Regions from separate parts of the Sus scrofa genome. Here region 2 is linked to region 1. The links are chromatin contacts, called in public Hi-C maps. All regions are on one chromosome and are shown on one strand. The core of a region is the stretch at or near the end of the contact, and the rest is flanking DNA. Distances in the headings are between cores, read along the strand shown. Region 1 holds the start of CHRD (chordin). Region 2 holds the start of LINC02054.

Region 1 (6,102 bases), core at 3,498-5,997:
CCGAGGCGTTGGCCTGGAGCTCTCTCAATACCTTCCCCTGGTGGAGAATCTGGAGCCGCAAGGGAACCTGGGCTGCTCCTACAATGGCCGCACATGTGGACTGTGCACCTCTGAGAGGCAGGTGTTCTCCCCAGCCTCCTCACACGCACGCCCTCATCCTGCCTACCTCCACTTCTGGATTCCAGCAGCCCACGGAAGAGCAGCAAAAAATGCAAGGAGTCCTCTGTGTCACTGAGAGTGAGTAGGGCAATGCCCCCTATGCCCTGCTGTGGGGGGCCTTCCAGGGTCAGGATGGCGCTGAAGGTCTCTGAGGGAGGAAGAACCATGGGAGCCCACCAGAAATTTCCCTCCTCAGCACCCCTCCCATTCCTGGGGGAGAAGACTCCCAACTTCACTTCCGGGGCCTGTTTGCTCCCCTCACCTGCAGCCAGGGCCCGGTGCCGGATGAGAGGCCCCCAGACCTCCCCTGAAGGGTGAGTGGGTGTCACGAGTGCCACATGCAGCTGTTCTGCCCTAAGGAGCCGCAGAGATGACCGAGGCACTGCCCGCCACACCCCACAGACCTGGAGCAGAGAGGCAAAAAGGCCCTACTCAGACCGTATGCAGGACAGGTCTACTGAGAGGTCCACCTCTGGTGAGGAAAGAATATGGGAAGATGCCCCCAGGCCCTCCTAGGAAGTTTAAGAAGGGGACCCTGGAGCCAGATGCCAGGGTCCAAATCCTGGCTCTACCACTTACTAGCTGTGTGACCATCAGCAAGTTACATTCTGCTATTGAGCCTCAGTTCCCTCATCTGTAAAATGGGCATCATAACATCAGTGCCTTTCTCGTACTGGGCTTTTGGGGGGACCCAAGGAGGCAATGCAGTCTATGCTCTCAGCACAGTGCCCAGACTGGATAAGCACTTATTAACGGCATCATCTCACCAAGCCATCTTGAGTAGGGGATGCAGGGTGTTCAAACAGGATGCCGCCAGTGGAGTCTGAGAAGCGGATTCGGGTAGGGCGGTCCAGCCTGGTAATGAGGGTCTTGTGAGAAAGACTCTGAGCCTGGGCCAGAAGCAGCCCCTTCAGCCTCTCCCAATTCTGCTTCCCTGGCCCCCAGCTGACCCCTCCCCGCCCCCTTCCCTTTTCTCACCGCCGGTAGGAGATGGAGAACCTCAGATTAGAGCGCAGCAGCGACACTCGGGCCCGGGCCGCGGCTTGCGAACTTGGCCCCGTCAGCAGCGCCACGAAGTCTGCGAGGAAAGAAGGAAGATATCCCTAGTATCGCCACGCGCTGCTTTCGACCGGCCCCAACCAAGATCCCAGTCCCTGCCAGCCCCTGCCTACCCGTGTGGCCGTCTCCACGCGCCCGATCCTCAGCGCCCGGCTCCCCGCGGTCGCTGTAGCTTCGGTGCTCTGGGTCCCGCGGATACTCGAAGGCCAGGCCCGGCGCCTGCTTTTCCAGACCGCTGCGCTCTGCTCGGGGTGGGGGGTGGGGGGGTTGGGAAACGGGAGCTTCAGCTGGGCACTGGGAGGGACACTTGGCTGCGCTCCGACAGCCCCTTCCGCGTGGCCCAGGTCCAAGCATCGCAACCCTGCTGCCCTCCCCTCACCACGGAGCAGGTCTTACCCGGGGGGCAGGTCTGACAGCAGTGTCCAGGCAGCTGGCGGGGCTGTCCGCAAGCCAGGGTTGGGCACTCAGGTTTAATGTTCTTGCAGCTGACTCTCGCCGCGCCCCTCGCGCGACGACCCCATTGAGGCTGCTAACAGAAAATGGGAAAAGAGTGAGGGCAATATGTCAGCTGGTGAGACTCAAAGGTGAGCCAGGAAGAGGCATGGTCCCAGGGCAAGATCGCCCCAAGGAATCAGACTGCTCTGCTACTTACAGGCTGCTGACTCTAGACAAGTTACTTAACTTCCCTGGGCTTCAGGGTCCCTATCTGGAAAATGGGAGTAACGATGGTATTTATCTAGCATGGCTGTACTAGGAGTTAAGTGAGAAGAGAAAGGGAGCTGGCAAAGAGCCTGACACACAGTGGACGATCAATAATAGGCAACACCTGAGACTTGAAGGAGGCGCTTGCTACCCTCTTCCTCTGCCAGAAAAATATTCTAAATATCTGCAGACTGGCTTCTTCAGCAGCTCCAAGTCCACTCCGACAGCCCAAGACCCCAGCGCTCCCCCAACCCGTGAGGGCCCTGGCCACGGTCACTGGGTCCACTCACCGCCTCGCAGGCGCACAGCACGCAGCGCATCACCCCGAAGGGCTCCCCCAGGTCCGGGTGCCACGTCTCGTCCAAGGCATAGACCTTCCCGCCGAAGGAGCAGCCTGCGGGGACGGGCTTGGCTGGCAGCCGCTGTCCCGCTCCTACCGCGTGCCCGCCCCGGGCGCTGCGGGCCGGGCCCTGGAGCCTCGGGCACCACGCGCCTCGCGGCCCCCGCCCACCCCTCCGGGCCGCCAGCCGCGCCGAGCCACCTGCGCCCGGCGCCCCCTCCGGGCGGCCGCGGACTTGCCCCGAGCCGGACTCCCAGACCGTGCCTCCCCCGGGGCGCCCACCTACCTGCTGCTCCCCGAATAGGCAGCGGCTCCTTCTCGGGCCGGATGGGCAGCGCAAGGGACTCGGGGCCGGCGCCGCGGGCCAGCCGGGAGCCGAGCAGCAGCAACCCGAGGAGCAGCAGCGGGGCCGGCGGGGCCAGGAGGCTCGGCATGACGCGAACGGGACAGCTGAGGAGGCGGGAGGGAGGAGGGGGCAGGAGAGGGAGGAGGGAGACGGGAGGAGGGCCGGGTCGGGGGCGGTACGGCGGGAGGGGGCCGGGGCCAGGGCCCGAGCAGTGCGGCGAGGGGCTCGTCGAGCGGCCGCGGAGTCGGCGCCGGGCCGGGCGGGGCAGGAGGAGCGGCCGGGAGGAGCGCGGGCGTGCGGGCGCTGACCCGGGCCGTACGCGACTCTAGTGCCCCGGGCGCCGGCTCTGGCCCGTTTTATGCCCCGCGCCCGGCGCCCCGGCCGGGGGCCTCCTCCTCAGCAAACGGGGCGGCGGCGGCGGCTCGGCGAGGGGCCGGGCTGAGCCCGGGGGGTCCGGCCCAGCAACAGCGGCCCGGATCGCGAGTGGGGGAGGGGAGGGAGGGGCTGGGACCGGGCAGGGGAGGAGGGAGGGGCTGTAGGGGAAGGGGGAGCGGAGGGGGGAGGGGGAGCGGAGGGGGATGGGAGGGGAGGGACCAGGGGGCGCGAAGAGGGGAGGAGAGGCGGGTCTGCACCCCCCTTCGCTGCCGGCGGCCACAGGGCGGCTGGACCAGGAGGTGCGTGTCCGGCCCAGGATGGGAGTCCCAGGCCAGGGAGGGGCAGAGACTGGGCCTGAGGCCTGGGCCGGCCACTGAGCTAGGACTTAGTTCCTGCTGGAAGGATGAAGAATTGTCTTTAAGGATGACAACGTGCAGGAAAGGCCTGTCAACTCATCTTACCCTGCCTCTGGGCCCACAACACCTCTCAAACCCACACCACCCTCCCTGCCCAGCCCATGTCCCTATCTCTTCTCTGACATCTTTTCTGTTGCACTGTTCCCCAGGATGGGGACTTAGCCAGAAACAGACTGTGTCCCCTTTCTGTCTGGTGACAGTGTTTCTCTCCCTCCTGTTACCTGTGCCCAAGCCCACCCAACCATCACTGTCTCCAGCCTGACATGCTCTCTCAGTCTCTTTCATCACCCAGGGGACCCTCTGGCTCTCCACCCCACCCACAACCTCTATTGTCTTGGTTTTCTGATCATGACAGCCTCCCAGCCCCCTCCTACCCCCACACTCCCACCGCCCTCCCAACCATCCCAGCACCCTCCTTCCTAATCTTGGGAGGCATCTCGTCTGGCTGAACTGGAGAATTCCGGGATCTAGGCCATACTCCTTAGCAGACAGCCCCATCCTTGGGAGGAGGAGCAGGAGACAGCCTAAGGAAGAACGGGGAGGGGGCATGAGAACAAGGTCAGGCCAGGAGGCCCCCGAGGACAGACTATGGGGAGATTGGGACGGAGGGGAAAGCAAAGGAACTAGAGCCAGGGCCAAAGGAAGAGGGGGGCCAGTGGGAGGTATTTGCGGGGGAGGCTCAGCAGCTGTCTTTCCTAAGACAGGGACACATGGGCCTGGTTATTCCTCTTGTCACATGTGGAGTGGTAGGAGATGGAAGAGGGAGAAAGGGCAGGCAAAGGAGGGCACCAGCACAGAGATAAGCAGGCTTAGCCGTTGGAGCCACTGAGCTCCAGCAGAGGGGCACCTGAGCCCAGCTTAATCCAGCCCACAAACCCCTCACCTTGACATCCTCTCAGACCGTCCAAACTCCTCCTGATAACACTGACCCCTGACAGGGTCTTCTCTAATACAGGCAATACCACATTCCCACTTATAATGGAGGAATAAGATGTGACCCCCCCCCCAGGAGAGTTATCAGAGAGAAAAGCAGGAATGCTAGAGCCCTACTAGATTTTAACAGCAGGTGTGGTGTCCAGGGAAAAGAAATTTGGACAGCAAGGAACTGAAAGACCCACCAGTCTAAAACCAGACCTCTGTGCCTCTTCCTCAGGGACAAAAATGTCCTGCCAGATTCCTCCTGGAAAAAAAAAACCTGTTTCCCTTCCATCTCCTCCTCCAGCCAGGTCCCAGATTTCCCATCTCCTAGGAAAAGACAGACCCCCCTTTTCAAATCCTCCATGTGCTGTGCGTGGGTGGAGGAGCTGGGCTCTGCTGGTGGACCATGGTCCAGGAGGGGGCTCCAAGTCCTGCGCTGGTGGGAGGAGAAGGCGTCACTTCCGGGGGCCATCGCCAGTGTCTGGTGCTCCCTGCTCTGATTGGGCAGAAGTGGCCTGGGCAAGCGTGTGACCCTACTGCCCTGGAGGGGCTGTGCCCCAACGCCACCTGTCTTCCTACCCATCCGCTCCCGAGAGGGCTGCCCACTCTGCACCTGAGTCCTGGAGCCCTTCTCCACCCGGTGAGTGGCAAGCAAGATTTGGAGTTAAGCGAGAGTAGGAAGGACAGGAGAGAGGAATTGGGCTCTCTGCTGGGGGAGGGGCAGGCAAACTGGAACCTACATGCACTGACCTTTGTCGAGAAGCGTGTAGCCTTCCCAGAATGGGAGGAGCAGGCCAGAGCAGGGTAGGGGGTGGGGTGCTGGTTCTGAGGGAGTGATCACAGACTTGGTGACCACAGACTTGCTGTAGCACAGTCCTGGCTGGCCCAAAGGAAAGGGGACATGGGCCCAGGGAGGAAATAAGAAAGGAGGTACCTTTCGCGCCTAAGGAACACAGCCCCAAGCTGCACACAGCCTCTATCCCTATTCTCACCCAGTCACGCCTAGGTAGCTTATGGGGTTCAGAATCCTGGGGGCTGGGGAAGCTGGGCCAGGCAAGCCAGGAGAGGGTAATGAGAGGAGGGCTCCTGCATGTTGACAGACCTACAGGAAATCCCAATATTGAATCAGGTGCAGCCCTCTTTGCACAACTTGTGAAAGGAGGAGGAAGCCATGTGGGGGGTCTTGCAAAGGAACCGGAAGGGGTCTGCGGAGGGGGCAGGGAGGAAGGTGGGGGCTATAAGAGATATGTGGGTGTCTAAGGTGGGGTAAGCCCTGTGAGGCGGACATCACCTCACCCAGCAAGTGCTCATTCCTGGGCAACCGGCTTCAGGAAGGAAGTTCCAGGACTGTTGGCCCATCCCTTCACCTTGGATAACTATTTCAGACCTTAGAGTGTGAAGAAAAATTCCAAGAGGCTTTATGTGTTGGGGTAAAGAGAAAAAGAAAGAAATTTCTCCCTGCACCACCTTCTCCTAATCTCAAGGTTGAGATCTTTTAATCACTGACCTCCAGTAATCCAGTTTGTTTTGTTTTGGCTTGTCATAGTTTGTCATCGTTGTCATCATGCAGTGGCTTGATATGAGATCTCAGTTCCCAGACCAGAGATTGAACCTAACCCTGGTCTGGGAACTGAATCCTAATCACTAGACCACCAGGGAACTCCCTTTTTTGTTTAAGTCCAGTTTTACTTTTTGCAATTCCCCACCTCAATCCCACTACCCAAGCTACCCCTGAGCACATTGTGCGTGTTTGCTAGGTCCCCACCCTGGCCCTTTATGCCATTTCT
Region 2 (5,495 bases), core at 2,132-4,631, 53 kb before region 1:
GCTTCCCCATCTGAGAAATGGGAAATCTGCTTCATGTTCCTCTCTCTTCCAAGAAGATTGTGCTTGTCGTGAAGGTCCTCTGTCTTCTAGGGAGATTAGGCTCAAGAGAACCAGTAGTGGAGTTCCTGTTGTGGCTCAGTGGTTACGAACCCCACTAGTATCCACGAGGACTCGGGTTCGATCCCAAGCCCCACTCTGTGGGTTAAGGATGCAGCCTGGCTGTGAGCTGTGGTGTAGGTCACAGACACGGCTTGGATCCCGAGTTGCTGTGGATACAGCTGCAGCTCCAATTCAACCCTTAACCTGGGAACTTCCATATGCTGCAAGTGTAACCCTAAAATGACAGAAAAAAAAAAAAACATAACCAGTGGCAAGAAATGGCTTTTTTTGTGGGGTGGGGGCGGGGGGCTGCACCTGCGGCATATGGAGGTTCCCAGGCTAGGTCAGATTGGAGCCACAGCCACTGGCCTACACCACAGCCACAGTAATGTGGGATCTGAGCCACGTCTGCGATCCACACCAGAGCTCATGGCAATGCTGGATCCATAACCCACTGGGTGAGGCCAGGGATTGAACCCACGTCCTCATGGATGCTAGTCAGGTTCATTTCTGCTGAGCCACAACGGAAACTCCAAGAAATGGCTTTTGCCCACAGATCTTGGCCTTGACATTCAGACAACATGCTTCAGGCATAACATATGAGCTGGAGGAAAATATGCCAGGGCAAAAGTGGGCTGTAAACCAGAGCCGACCAATAGGGGAGAAAGTCCTTGTGTGTCAGCTGCTAAAAGCTGTGTTTGGAACCCTCAGTAACCCGTGTGCTGTTTCCTTGCAGCAACAGTGTTCCAGGAGGAAACGCTTCTGGAATGACATCTTCAGCAGGCCCGAGATTTTCTGCTCATTTTTAGAAAAGTGTCCGTGGTCACTTTGGGATACAAACACAGTCTCAATTCAGTAACTGGAATGCTAATGCAAGGTAGTCATCAAAACTCTGAACTTCTTTTTACCTTAAATCCTCTCTCTTCCCCCAGCCTGGGCCTGCCCAGCTGGACCCCACAGTGGAGACAGGGGAGAGGGGTTGGCTTCTTCTCTCCTTTTCCACTGGGCCTCCCCAGCCAGTTGCCATGGTTACGACTCTGCCACTCTGTGGGAGCAGGCGATGAAGGGGCAGCAGCAGCTGGCGGCTGACTTCAGGCTTCCTTGCCAGGCAGATGTTAAAGTCTGCCTCTTTCTCCTGGAGCACTTTAATGCCCCTCCACAGTTTCCCCACTCAGCCTCTTTCTCCCAGTGTTCTCTCTCAAGCCCAGTCTCATTTCAAGTGGTCACCTGCAACCCCGTCCTCAGCAGCAAGCTTCAGCTAGTGGGGTCCCTCCACCCAGGACCCAAGACATGGAGCCCTGGCAGGCTCTCTGCTGGGAGACCCACCTCTGTCCTGCAGAAACTCTCATAATTCCCCCTACCTCCCCCCAAAAAAAAATTCTGGGAATGCCGGGGGTGGGGGGTGTCCCAGGAGGGTGGCAGCAGCCCCACCAGAGCAGCTAGTGGGCCCTCCTCCCACCTTCCAGATCCCCCAGGTGGGACTATTGCCCAGGCTGCCAGGCCCCAGGCTCACATGCCAGGCTCTTGGAGCAGCGCCCTCACTAGGTTTGAGGTGAGGGAGCAGCCCCCTGCGACCCTCAAGATGGGATTCCCAGCCCAGCTTTCTTCATGGAAAACCTCACAAAATCCTTCTGCCTCCTCTAGTCCTACTTGTTCAAAGCCTCAGAAGGGGCAAGAGGTTTCCAAAGTCTTGGAACAGATGTTGGCATTTCCTCTGAAAGTCTCCATAAGGTGACTTGGCATCCCACGCTGGATTTTCACATCTATGACACACATTAGTGCCCCGTAGAAAATTTAGTTGAAGGTCCTTTTACACTTATATGCATTGACTCTTTGAACGCTCATAGGTTATCTGTATAACATTTTTTTCATTTTATTTTTAAATGATTTTTATTTTTTCCAGTATAGTTAGTTTACAGTGTTCTGTCAATTTTCTACTGTACCGTGAAGTGACCCAGTCACACGTACATATATATATATACATTTTCTTTTTCTCACCTTATCTTCCATCATGCTCCATCACAAGTGACTAGATGTAGTTCCCAGGGCTATACAGCAGGATCTCATTGCTTATCTTTTTTTTTTTTTTTTTTTCATTTTAAAGATGAGGAAAACCCACCTCTGAGGACCTAAAGAGGTAAGGCTGAGGTCATCCCACCAGTCAATGATGGGGCTGGGATGCTAACCAGGTGTGTCTGGGGTTGTCTGCAATGTGCCTGCTCACCTGCCTTGAGCTCAAGGAAAGACTCTGATAACACCGAGGCCCAGTGCTTCCTTCATTCAGCACCCAGGCCCTGGGGTCACTGTAAGAGGCCACACCTTCACAGGACCCATTCTAGGACCTAGTTTCAGAGAGAAGGCTGAGAGGACCTGGAAGGATCAATAATTCTACTGATCTGGCAACAACCCCATCTCCGTGTGACTTTCGACGCAGAGGAGGTGAGTCAGGAGAGCTGACTCACCTAGTCTAACATCCAAGCCAAACACTGTGAGGAAAGAGCTCAGCTCAGCCAAGACTGCAACCGCAGGAGGACAGGAAGTCTGTGCTGGGATCCCAGCCATGTCTTTGCCTCACTGTTTTCTCCATGTGTTTGGGCCTCCTTTTCTCCATGACTTCTGTGAGCTTGGGAATGAGGCAAACTGGGACTGCAACAGGTGGTCCAGAACCACCACAGGAAGATGCTGAGAGGTGAGAGATGGAGGAACTGACTTAGCTGGTCCTTAAAGGAGGGGGAGGATATGGCATTGGCCGGCTCCCAGGATGGGCTTAGTTTGGCCTCCACTTAGGTCCAGTCGGGTGTGTGTTTCCTACACAGGACGTTAGTTAATAAGCCCGGTTCCATCCACAATGAAGTGACCACTGAACACCACAGTATAGAACACTTAATTATATGGAGAGATGTTTACAGTAATTAGTAAGTGAAGGCTGTGAAAAGCAGGAGCCTATCTTTATACAAGCAGGGTTCTTGCTGGAACAAGTGTTTCTGAGGACAAGACTAAAAGGTGCAGTCTGAGTTCTTGGCTCCGTTGATCCCTGTAGGTCCCAAGATCCCACCCTTTCAAAGAAATTTCCTGTTTATCCTCAGGCTGAGCCAAAGGCATGGGGTCACTACAGGGTCCAACATCTTCCATTTCCTAAGGTCAGAGCCACTTGCCTCCTTCTCTCCTGCATCCTCTCTCAAGGATCTGCTGGACAGTTTCTACACCCTCCAAATACAAAGGGAGCTGTCATACCCGGTACATCATTTCCCCAGACAACTGGGCCACTCCCTGGGCACCCATCTGTTGAATGATCCCTTCTGTGATTCCAGGAAGCCCCACCCATCCCATTCCCCAATTTCTGGCATCCCAGAGGGGCCAGAATGTGGTTTTTGGTACTTGCTCAATGAAGAAGACACACATACACACACATTTAATCTAAGCCAATCTACTCTGAAACAAAACCACAAACGCATATAAATATTACCTTGTTTGTTTTTACATGCAGTTAGTTCATAATGGGAATATTATTCTGCCACTAGGGGTGAGCTAAATTCCTACATTGGTCTGAAGTATTTCTCCCAGAAAACAGTCTGCAGAGGTACACCTCTGTGGCCCTACTATAAAGATGACCTTTCAATATATTGTGCAAGACAGCCTGGCTTCTCCAGGTCACAGCGCCTCAAACCTCTGCACGCTGGAAGAGGGTCTTTGCAGGACTTGTGCAACTAAAGAGCTGCAGAGACATTGCTCAGGACAAGGAGGAGAGGTCACAGGGCTAGCTTCTTACACTACGAACTCTTCTGCTTGTAGGTCCAAAGTTACAAAGTTTGGATTCTGACAGGCTTGCTGGTTCATATTTTCTCCAGCAGAAGGAAGGACTGACTGCTGCTGTTAGGTATTTATGGCTGTATATGTATGCTTAGAGAAAACTCCAGAAGGCAACACAACAAAATGTTAGAAGTCGTCATGGCCAGGGCTTGGAATTAAATATTCTTATTTTCTTTTACTGTCACCTGCGTTTCCCACAGTAAATGTTCTTTCTCTACTTTGCCACAGAAATCAAAACCATTGTCTTGAACTGCCTCAAAGTCCTGTTGCCTTCTACCCACCCCATGTCTATACCCACCTCTGTGTCCATATTCGTCCTTCCCTCCAACCCTCCAAACCAGAGCCCAAGGCAGACTCTCCTTCTGTGTCCTTACTGCCTCTTACTGTGTTCTTACTGTCCCCAATATGTAAAATTGGTCTATTAATACACTGCAGACATGTCATCAATAGCCATACCCCAAATAAACAAAAAGTACTCAGTAAATAATAATGATGATAGTTGTTTTGACGCTTGGTACCTCAGTTTACCTCATCTGTAAAACGGGGCAATCATAGTACCTACCTCATAGGCTTGTTGTGAGGATTAAATGAGTTAAATTTATGGTTAGCACTTAGAAGAGCCCCTGTACCTAGTAGGTGCTCTGTAGTGTTTGCTAGTGTTAGTATCACCAGTACTAATTAGTACTGTTAGTACTTGTGTATTCCTCCATTTCTGCCAAAACTTTGACTCCTTCGTTATCTCTCCCCCCGCCCTTTTTTTTTGTCTTTTTGCCTTTTCTAGGGCCGCTCCTGCGGCATATGGAGGTTCCCAGGCTAGGGGTCAAATTAGAGCTGCAGCTGCTGGCATACACCAGAGCCACAGCAACGTGGGATCCAAGCCGAGTCTGCAACCTACGCCACAGCTCACGGCAACACCGGATCCTTAACCCACTGAGCAAGGGCAGAGATCAAACCTGCAACCTCATGGTTCCGAGTCGGATTTGTTAACCTCTGCGCCAAGATGAGAACTCTGTCTCTCCCATATTTTAAGCCACTCTCTGTCCTCAGATTCCTTCCCCTAGTTTATTCAGAGTCATCTATGTTCCCACCCCAAATCCACCCTGAAATTGCTGACCTATCTCTGTCCACCCTTCAGGTCCAGGCATCTGAAGAAAGCGGGTTTGGAGATTCAGTCTTCCACACTGGCTCACAGTCCGTTTCCCCATTGCTCCGTGACCTGGTGCAATTGGACCCTGCCCTTTACTTTCCTGGTGAAACTCCTCCAGCAAAGACAAATGACCTTCCTTGTCCAAACTCAAAAGACCCTAGTCAGTTTCTACCCTTCTGGACTTTTCTTCCTTATCCACTGAACTGTCTTCCCTGAAACTTTTCTCCTTGTGGCTCCTGTTCTCCTTCTCTGGACTCAGCTTCCTTGCCTGGGTTCTTTCCACTTTGTCCTTAAACACTGATGCTCCCCAGGGTTGATCTGCCACTGCCGCTGCCCCAGCAGCCCCAGCGAAGCGCATGCACTGCCACGTGACTCATCCTCTTTCTCCTGTAACAAACAAGTCGGCACTTCCAGCTCCAGCATCTCCCCTAAGCTGTAG

The links. A called contact is a pair of places that touch in the nucleus more often than the background predicts.
Region 2: a contact with region 1 is called in a Hi-C map of skeletal muscle, with 2.0 times the contacts expected there. The contact joins the promoter of LINC02054 here to the promoter of CHRD in region 1. A contact is called at or near these places in 1 of 5 promoter capture datasets (liver), 6 of 47 Hi-C or Micro-C datasets (embryonic fibroblasts, epiblast stem cells, liver and 2 more) and 1 of 2 datasets of contacts at active chromatin or transcription factors (alveolar macrophages).

The regions. Positions count from the first base shown.
Region 1 is chr13:122,265,277-122,271,378 of Sscrofa11.1, reverse strand. It overlaps CHRD (chordin), which reads right to left and starts at 4,747. Exons shown (of 23, transcript XM_021069960.1): 1 at 2,547-4,747; 2 at 2,211-2,314; 3 at 1,615-1,744; 4 at 1,332-1,460; 5 at 1,138-1,237; 6 at 927-1,014; 7 at 422-563; 8 at 167-307; 9 at 1-78. The coding sequence starts at 2,694. It overlaps THPO (thrombopoietin), which reads left to right and starts at 3,519. Exons shown (of 6, transcript XM_005670050.3): 1 at 3,519-4,955. The coding sequence starts at 4,722.
Region 2 is chr13:122,317,874-122,323,368 of Sscrofa11.1, reverse strand. It overlaps LINC02054, which reads right to left and starts at 3,381. Exons shown (of 6, transcript XM_021069819.1): 1 at 3,334-3,381; 2 at 2,770-2,907; 3 at 2,735-2,768; 4 at 2,562-2,732. The coding sequence starts at 3,381.